Linked DNA regions of Mus musculus: all the other regions are linked to region 1. Evidence: chromatin contacts called from public HiCAR-type and promoter capture Hi-C data. All regions are on one chromosome and are shown on one strand. Each heading gives the region's core, a stretch centred on a gene start, on an enhancer-like site or on the middle of the called end of the contact. The rest is flanking DNA. Distances are from core to core; before and after follow the strand shown. Region 1 holds the start of Flad1 (flavin adenine dinucleotide synthetase 1). Region 2 holds the start of Fdps (farnesyl diphosphate synthetase). Region 3 has its middle 11 kb from the start of Gm46811.

Region 1 (2,700 bases), core at 117-2,616:
AAAATCCCAGGAGAAATGTAGATGTCAGACCCCGTCCAAACCTACTGGGTCACAATTTACATATCGTAATATCTAGGGATAGCGAGATGGTTCAGCAGGTAAGAGTAAGACTCCGCCACCCAAATTGGGATAGATCCTAGGCCCCACATAAAGGTGAAAGAAAAGGGACTCCAGAAAGTTGTCCTCTGGCTTCCATTTGCATGCTGGGACACTGCTGTCCTTCCTAGTCATACAATAATAGTAAAAGCTTTTTTAAAAAAAAGAAAAAAAAAACCCAGATGATTAAGCTATTTTTCCCCAGCAAAGCAAAGGGTGGAGGGGCACTGAAGTAGGAATGAAATGTTGTGAGTACCCAAAGTGAGTCCAAGGTACTCCTGCGTACCCCTCTCTCCAGGGACCCATCATTGGGAAGTGATGTTCTGGAGGCAGGTGGGGCAGGAAAGGGTTTTTACATTTTAAAGTCAGAGAAGCTTAAGTAGTTTTTCCCTTTATATTAGAAACAAACGAAGGTTCCACACCCTGCAGCTCACACCTCATTGTTAATGCTAATAACATCTTCACCTTCCCCACGCCTTTAATCCCAGCATTTGGGAGGCAGAGGCAGGCGGATTTCTGAGTTCGAGGCCAGCCTGGTCTACAGAGTGAGTACCAGGACAGCCAGGGCTATACAGAGAAACCCTGTCTCAGAAAAAAAAAAAAAAAAAGAAAAACCATCTTCACCTTCTCAAATTTAAGAGGCAAAGCCAAGCGGTGGTGGCCCACGCCTTTAATCCCAGAACCTGGGAGGCAGAAGCAGGAGGAGTTAATAAACCTGGTCTACAGAGCGAATTCCAGCTACACAGAGAAACCCTATCTCGAAAGAGGAGAGAGGGGTAGAGACAGAAAGAGAAATGTGATGCAATGAAGTGTAGTAACACATGATTTGAATCCCACCACTCCCCAGGCAGTTCGAGACCAGGCTGATCGGTTTAAACAAGTTACTTCCCGGGCTATATACTGGGGCTCTGTCTGAACTGTTTTTTAATATTTGAATGAAACAGAATCAGACCTTCATTTTCTTCTAGTACTACAAAGCAGCACCCGACAGTCCCACCCGACAGTCCTTAAAACACCTCCCAATATTTTCCCTTCGAGTACCAGAACACTTTAAGTCCCGCCCTCCATGGGCTAAGGCCAGGCCCCTATTTTTACTTCCGGACAGTGATGACTACATGGTGTTGCCAATAACAACTTAGCATTTCCTCTAGCTCCGCGATGAGGCGCGTGAGCGATTGCCGGTTAGACCAATAGAACCACTGGTAGGAGTGAGCGACAGCCAAAATAACCAATCAACATGAAGCATTGTAAGGCGGGACTTTGAGTACGGAAGCTGTCCTAGGACATGCGGAAAGGAAAGAGCGAATGACCCTGTGCAGGGGGCAAAATAGAGGTGGGATGATACGAGATCAGTGATCTGAAGCCTGGTGAGAAAAAGAGATCTCGGGATAGAAAGGGTGCAGAAGTAGGTTGAGCCCTGGTCATTGGCGGAGGGAGGAAAGAAATGCATTTAAAGGGACCCTAAGGCCCAGAATAAGGTAGACATTTAAAGGGACAGGTGATCCGAAGAGAAGAGACATTTAAAGGTGCAGATATACCCAAGATAGGGCAAATTTTAAACCTGCTCGGCAGACGGAGATATCTAAAGTGGTAGGTCTTGGGAAAACATGGCACTTTAAAGGAATAGGAATCGAGACGTTTTTAGGAACCTGGGGCTTAAGAGTATGTTAAAGAGGCCGGAGTAAGGGTGACTAAAGAAGATTGAGCCTTCCTTCCTCTAGGAAGAAGGTACACTCCTGACGTCTTCATTGTCCTTTCTGGCTCTTCCAGGTTCCCTCAACCCCGGAACTCAGGGTATGGCCTCCTGCATCCTGTAGACCTGGCGGCCTCTCAGTACATACGGCCCCAATTTGGGGTTCTGAGTGGCTACTGGAAAGCCTTGCAAAAGAGCACAGAGGGCAGGACCATGGCATCTAGGGCCTCTGAACTGCCCCCAGGATCAGGGCGCAGCGTGACAGCAGGCATCATCATTGTTGGAGATGAGATCCTTAAGGTGTGTCTGGAACGGAAGAGGGGAAGAGTGTGGCATTCTATTGTCGTGGACTCTTTACGGTGAAAGGAGGGAAACCGGAGTAGGAATCCCCTTTCTTGCCAAAGTCCGGCCCTGGAGTGAGTCCTAACACATTGGAGGAAAAGTGACCCTTCGGTTGAGTGTTTCTGTTGAAAGATGGGTAGTAACTTTCCTACAACTTGCTACGAAGTATGACTGGGGGCAGAGTAGCCACATAACAAGTGACAGGTGGCACAGCAAGTAGAGGAAGCTCAGCAGGCTGGATAGGCGAGCTAGAAGGAAGGTAAGAGAAGAAAGGACTCTATTCTGGACGGCCAGGGTGCTGTTAGAGGATGTGGCAAGCATGGGTTGGCAACAGTAATAGTTACCCTGATCTTTTTTAGTGTCTACCAGAGGCTGGTCTGCACTTAACTATATCACATGTGGCCTTACAAACTTCAAAAATTCCATGAAATTGGGGTTTTTATTACAGATCTCTATAAATTATGAAACAGCCTCAAGGAGGTTAGGAAACTTACCCCAGATCACAAGCCTACAAAGTCCTAGGAACAAAGTGATACATGCCTTAACCTCCAGCACTTGGGAGACAGAGG
Region 2 (2,901 bases), core at 356-2,855, 310 kb after region 1:
TTGTTCTAACCTGAGAGACGTTTGCCTCTGCTCAGGAGTGTGAGGAAGGAGCCAGTCACCTTGGAAGTCCACCATCGCTATTACTCAGTAGTCACAGCCCTTCCCACGTCGGCCTGCCTATCAGGGAGTCTACTGCCTTTTCCCTCAGTATGAGATAACCATCTTAATTTATTCTTTTCCATTTGCAAAGCCAGTGGTTGACAGCTCTTCTCTTCTTGCACAGACTTGGCATCCTGGCAGTTAATTGGGTATTACCATGAGTTTGTTTCATGACTATTTTTGTTACCCTGGCTTGTCTGTTTCTTATGTTGTTACTGTCCAAAGGAGCTCTAAAGAAAACTCCATTTCCTCAAATTCTGACCAAAACTAGCATTCGTTAGGAACTTGTGAAACCGGTTCCCCTTTACCAAAGGGGTTACCCTTACATGGGCAGCAGAAGGGACAAAAATTATGCCGGCCTCCAGGCTCCCCCAGTATATCCAGGCTCTCACAGTATATCACATGTTCCTGGCTCTTCTCAGCTCCCCCATTATCCTAAACGTCTCTATCTCAGGAGCTTCTCTTCCCTCACTTCACATTCTTATAACCTCGGCTATGCTGTTTTGGCCCTCCCTTAAGCTCCCTACCTTCTCTTATGCATGGTCTAGTCCCCTCTGCGAGCCATGTTCAATCTACTATTTTCTCACTCTGTGAGTTGAAGTTTAGCCAGGTCTACAGTGAGAGTTCCAGGACAGCCAGGGCTACATGGAGAAACCTTGCAGAATAAACCAATGTGTAAAGTTTATCTTGTCTAGACCCTTCAACCTTTTAGTCCGGAGTGGTAGTGGTCTCTTTCTTTGGGACAATGAAACTTATTTCTAATACTTCAAGGACAAGTCCATTAATGTCTGAGGTGGTTTGTAGTTTCAGGTCTCTTTTCTGATCGCGATGGGGTTTGGGGTGGAGTAAAAAGGAGTCAACGTGGTGGGCTGGCAAACTGTGAGGCCGAAAGTTCTAACATCTGCTTTGAGTTTTTACCTTTTTGCTTCAAGGGCGCCAAAGTACCTGGGGGAAAGGTGTTGTTTTCTCTCATATAGTCATATAGTCTTCCAAGTAGCCTAAAACTCATTACACGACCCATATTGGTTTTAACTCTTTTTTTTTTTTTTCCCTCCAGCCCCACCCCATGGCTTTAACTCTTGATCTTATTGCCTCACCCCTTCTAAGGGCTGGAAAAATGAGCGACTTCACCTAACTAGAATCAAAGATGTAAGAAGTGATTTGCTAGAGTTGGAAATAGGAAGCTGCAAGGCTGGTTATTCCGGGATCTTAGAAACACTGTCAACCAGAAGCACTGGAAGAACTATAGCTAGGAATTAGATAGCCAATTTCCCAGGCTTTCGGTATGGGTGTACCGACACCGCCGACCGCCTAGTGGGCTGATGGTCCGCGCGCCACCCTTTCATTGGCCAGCCGTCACAAGGCCCATGCTCACACGAGGTAATTTAGCCAATCAGCGAACTAGGCCACACCCACCCTGAGACACAAGTCTGAGTTTCTTGCCGCCTAGTCCGTGGCATGCCGGGAGTCGTAGTTTTATATTTATGTTCTGCCTCCTGAGCCTGGAGACTGGGAACTACAACTCCCAGAGTGCTGAGCGGATGCACGCTCAGCTTTTAGGTGTAAGCCGCAAACATCTTGGACCCCGGGAGAATCCGCGTTGAAGAACAGGTGAGAGCTATTGTTGGGGCTGGAGCTGAGGTTTACCCGTGTCTCGGATCGGGTGAAGCTCCGAGGCACTAAAGGACCAGTCCGTGTTGGAGTTACGGGGCTTGGGGTCGGTGGGCCAGAATGAACGGTTTGCTTGTGCCTTCGTGAATTTCTAAACGCTGGCGTCTTCCTCAAGTCTTCCGTACGCCAGGCCTTTAGTTTACTCTTGTGAGTCCTCCCACGCCCACCTGTTGCTCGGAGGCCGGCTGCGGTTAGCACCAGTGCCGGGACAGATGACAAGCGCACAGCACCTTCGGCTCCAGTCCCCTCATTGGGACTATCTAAGAGCTTCCCTCTCTTTCCCCTACATCCGGACTCCTGGGTTCCAGCTTTGGCTCTTCGTCAGCTCAGCTCTCTTACATTCACTGAACCTCAGTTCGGTGTCTCCATTAACATTGTGACTTAAGGACCTTGCATCCCGTAATTCCCGTAATACAATGTTCCGAATTGTAGTGAACGCAACCTTGGAAGTAGAAAGTGTTCAGTTTTAGCCATTTTCGGTTTAAGTGAAGATCTATTGGATCTCAGTCACTCCGACAAACTTTTCATTTCCTGTGTGTTTTTTATGTAATTCTTGAGTTTAGAAGCGGGGTGGGGCGTTCTAATGCAGGAGGTAACAAGCTTGGCTTGGGGGATACCTTAGGTAACTGCTACCAAGCATCTGCCTTCGGTGCTTGCTCCTGCAGGGAGTGCTTGGTGCCCCCACCCCCATGCACACCCAGGATGCCCCTGTCCTGCTGGCTGAGATCTCTGGGGGTCTTCCTGCTGCCAGCCCCCTGCTGGGCACCCCGGGAGAGGTGGCTTGGTTTCCTACAACGACCCTCCCTGGCATATGGGTGTCCAGTCCTGGGGGCCTGGCACAGTGCCCGCTGGTGGTGCCAAGTGTGGACAGAGGAGCCTCGGTGAGTGTGGTTGGGGTGTGGGGCTTCGGGGAGGGAAGCACCCGAGCCACCCTCTCATTTGTTTGTGTGTGTGTTTTTTTTTCCCTCAGAGCATTTAGCTCCTCTGTCAGAATGAATGGGAACCAGAAATTGGATGCTTATAACCAAGAAAAGCAGAATTTCATCCAGCACTTCTCCCAGATCGTCAAGGTGCTGACTGAGAAGGAGCTGGGACACCCAGAGATAGGGGATGCTATTGCCCGGCTCAAGG
Region 3 (2,999 bases), core at 126-2,625, 450 kb before region 1:
GGCTGTTTGCGGCAGCAGTGCAGGGACCGGTGGCTGCTGTGCAGCTCTTCTTGGGGACAGCTGCCTCGGACCTGAGTTACAACCAGCAAAATGGCCTAAGAACAACATCTGTGAAATCAAAGCGGACCTGGGCTTTCTCTTTCCCTTTATGTGTATTACGTAGCAACATTTTCCGTGAGCATTGTTTCTATAATGAAAGGAAACTTTTCATTAAGAAGCTATAATCTCATCTCTCTTTTTGTCTTTGTTTCATTTTTTGGTTTCCTGAGGTGGATCTCCTATTATGTAGACCCAGCTCTGTAGACCAGGCTGGCCTTGAACTCACAGAGATCCACTTGCCTCTGCCTCCCAAGTGCAGGGATTAGAGGTGAGCGCACTGTGCCCTGCCTCCCTCTGTGTTTTTAGTAGGTTAAACTGTCTCAGAGCAGTTGTCTATGAAGGCCAGGCACAACACAGGCCTGTGGTTCCAGCTCCTTGGAAGGCAAAAAGATTATTTGAGCCCAGGAGTTCAAGGCTAATTTGGGCACCGTAGCCGGACTGAGTCTTTAACAGCCAATTGGGCATCACACACACTAAAATTGAAACAGCACAGAGAAAACAAGTGTGGGCCCTGCCCAAGGATGCAAATGTAAACCCATCTTTATTTTAAAAAACTGACCAACCAAAGAAACCCAGCAAGGGAACAAAGCGATTAGAGTCAAAGTCTCCCAAAGACATTTGTCCTGGAGGGGATGGTAGGTATGAGGTGACTCACGGTACCCTCTACTAAAGCTTGATACTCTGTTTTTAAAAGACAAGGGTTGTAGAAGCGATGTTTTAGGTGGAAACTCAGTTTAAAATAATCCAAAATGAGCACATCTTTGTTAACTCTCTGTCTCTGTCTAACTTATTTCTACTTTTTTGAGAGAGGGTTTCATCATGTAGCCCAGACTGTCCTGGAATGCGTTATGTAGACCAGGCTGTTAATTAGCTCTCAGTGGATGCCTTTTCTTGCCTCTACCACACCGGTTCACTCTTTGACAAGTCAACTGGATTAATCTGCAAGTGCAGTAATGCAGCTTTAAATGTAATTATTTCGAATCTGTTGTCCTATTCCTTTGTACACACGTATCAGAAGGCAAAGTGAGTCATTGAAAAGCCACGGAGGAAGCATTGTGAGTGAATGGTGAGCTCACTGTGACTCACAGTGTGGGGAAAGAAACTGGAACTGACCCTCCAGCCTCAGAGCAGAGCTCCTCAGAGCTTCAGCAGTCTGCCGGATTTCACAACCATCTGGGCCCAGGGGGTGTAGAAGGGGGAGGGGCTCCTGGGATAGGGGAAAGGCTGCCAGGAGGCCACCTGCCAGCCTCAGCCTAGCTTTGTCCTGGAGGGAGAGTCCTCCCTGTGTCTGTTTCCTTTGCCCCAAGTCCACTGGGATGCAGTCCAGAGGTGTGGCTGAACACAGAGGGCCAGTGCCTAGTTTCACATTGATGGGTAAAAGTAGGGGCTGCTTCTTCTCTTTCTAAACCGGCCATTCTTTCTCTGGATCTGGCTGCCGCAGGGGCATGCTCTCTAGCCTTTGGTCCAGGTTTCCTGGAGAGCTCAGACCTCCAGGGCTCTGGGGGAGAACTCTGCTCAGCACTGCAAACCTATACGTCCTGTTGGCCTGATATATTTCCATTGTTGGAGAGTAGAGTGGTGTGGGCTAGAGAGATGGCTCAGCTGCTAAAGGCTAGGCTCACAACCAAAATATAAGGGAGTAGAGGTGTGTTTTCAAAACTCAGTATTTATTCTGATTTTAGTGTATGAGTGCTTGCTTGAATGTATGACCACAGAGCCCATAGAGGTGTGGCTCCTGTGGAACTGCTGTGAGCCACATACGTGCTGGGAAGGGAAGTCTGCCCAAGCAGCCGTGCTCTAAGCCTGAGCATCCCCTGGACCTCACCTTACTGACCCTGTTCTGCAGACATGAAGGGTTCTGCAGGTGGAGTAGATGACCTGGAAGGGAAAGTAGAGGTGTGGCTTGGCATGGTGGCACACACTGGCTATCCCAGGACTAGGATGGTAGAGGCAGGGGGACCTTAAGTTTGTAGAGGCTTGGACTACATTAAAAAACAAAAACCAAATAAACACCACCACCACCCTGTCTCAACACCAACACTGACAAGCAAACACCTGGATTTGAGGCAGACCTGGTCTGCCCGTTGCTTCCCATGTGACTAACCCAGGACACATTGATCAGCTGAGCATTGAGATCCTTATTTGAAAAAGGAGGCTCCTTACACCTTCGCCCCTTCACAGTGCAGGAATCCAACACTCAGGACCTGAACCTGGGCTCTTACAAATATGTTCAGTCTGAATTCTAAAAAAGCATTACTCTGACTCCCCAGATGGGGCAGAAGGAGCATTGCTGCATGTAAACATCCTCTTTCCTTACACACGAATTCAGAAAACTGATAGGTACTTACAGCACCTGGTGGCAAATCGTAGCTATGCTCAGTAAGACCAGATGCTAGATGGCTCAGTGGTGAAGAGGACCAACTCCACTCCCAGTACCACATCTGGGGATCCAGAACCCTCTCCTTCATCTGCAGACACTGCACACATCCACACAAATAAAAATAACCAGGGCTGGAGAGAGGCTCACCAGTTAAGGGCACATACACGTCCATGTGCTAACTACTGCTTGTAGCCCTTGCTCCAAGGGACTGGATGCCTCTGGTCTCTGCAGAAAGGTGCACATACCAACCACCCCTCTTCACATCACTAAAAATTGGAAAAAAAGCCGGGAGTGCTGGAGGCACTTTAACCCCAACTGTGGAGAGGCAGAGACGGGGGTAACTCTGAGTTCATGGCCAGCCTGGTCTAAAAGCAAGTTCCAGGACAACAGTTATATAAGTAAAATTCATACACATACATACATTCACACACACAGAAACATACATACACAATCATACATACATATACTCACAGACACATACATATACACACAGGCACACACACATAAACATATATTCACA

Evidence for each region. Promoter capture Hi-C pulls out the DNA fragments that hold promoters and counts their contacts. HiCAR-type assays count read pairs that join an accessible place to other places.
Region 2: a promoter capture Hi-C map of pre-B cells shows a contact between it and region 1, with 3 times the contacts expected there. The contact joins the promoter of Fdps here to the promoter of Flad1 in region 1. A contact is called at or near these places in 9 of 39 promoter capture datasets (the C10 cell line, embryonic stem cells, erythroid cells and 4 more), 2 of 484 Hi-C or Micro-C datasets (both in embryonic stem cells), 1 of 115 datasets of contacts at active chromatin or transcription factors (pancreatic cancer cells) and 1 of 9 other capture datasets (liver).
Region 3: a HiCAR-type map of astrocytes shows a contact between it and region 1, with 2.6 times the contacts expected there. The contact joins the enhancer-like site here to the promoter of Flad1 in region 1. A contact is called at or near these places in 13 of 39 promoter capture datasets (the 3T3-L1 cell line, 3T3-L1-derived adipocytes, the C10 cell line and 8 more), 1 of 15 datasets of contacts at CTCF or cohesin (the NIH/3T3 cell line), 20 of 115 datasets of contacts at active chromatin or transcription factors (the NIH/3T3 cell line, the SCID.adh cell line, astrocytes and 12 more) and 2 of 9 other capture datasets (adipose tissue and embryonic stem cells).

The regions. Positions count from the first base shown.
Region 1 is chr3:89,410,547-89,413,246 of GRCm38.p6, reverse strand. Flad1 (flavin adenine dinucleotide synthetase 1) reads left to right here and starts at 1,366. Exons shown (of 8, transcript NM_177041.4): 1 at 1,366-1,463; 2 at 1,867-2,089. The coding sequence starts at 2,003.
Region 2 is chr3:89,100,671-89,103,571 of GRCm38.p6, reverse strand. It overlaps Fdps (farnesyl diphosphate synthetase), which reads left to right and starts at 1,605. Exons shown (of 10, transcript NM_134469.4): 1 at 1,605-1,710; 2 at 2,741-2,901. The coding sequence starts at 2,763.
Region 3 is chr3:89,859,542-89,862,540 of GRCm38.p6, reverse strand. No RefSeq gene overlaps it. Among named protein-coding and RNA genes, the nearest start is that of Gm46811, 11 kb to the left of the region's middle. Within about 2 kb of position 1,375, at least 188 of the 459 cell types and tissues checked have an H3K27ac peak or open chromatin away from gene starts, as enhancers often do. A contact at or near this core is called in the NIH/3T3 cell line, the SCID.adh cell line, adipose tissue and 10 more, where this site is marked.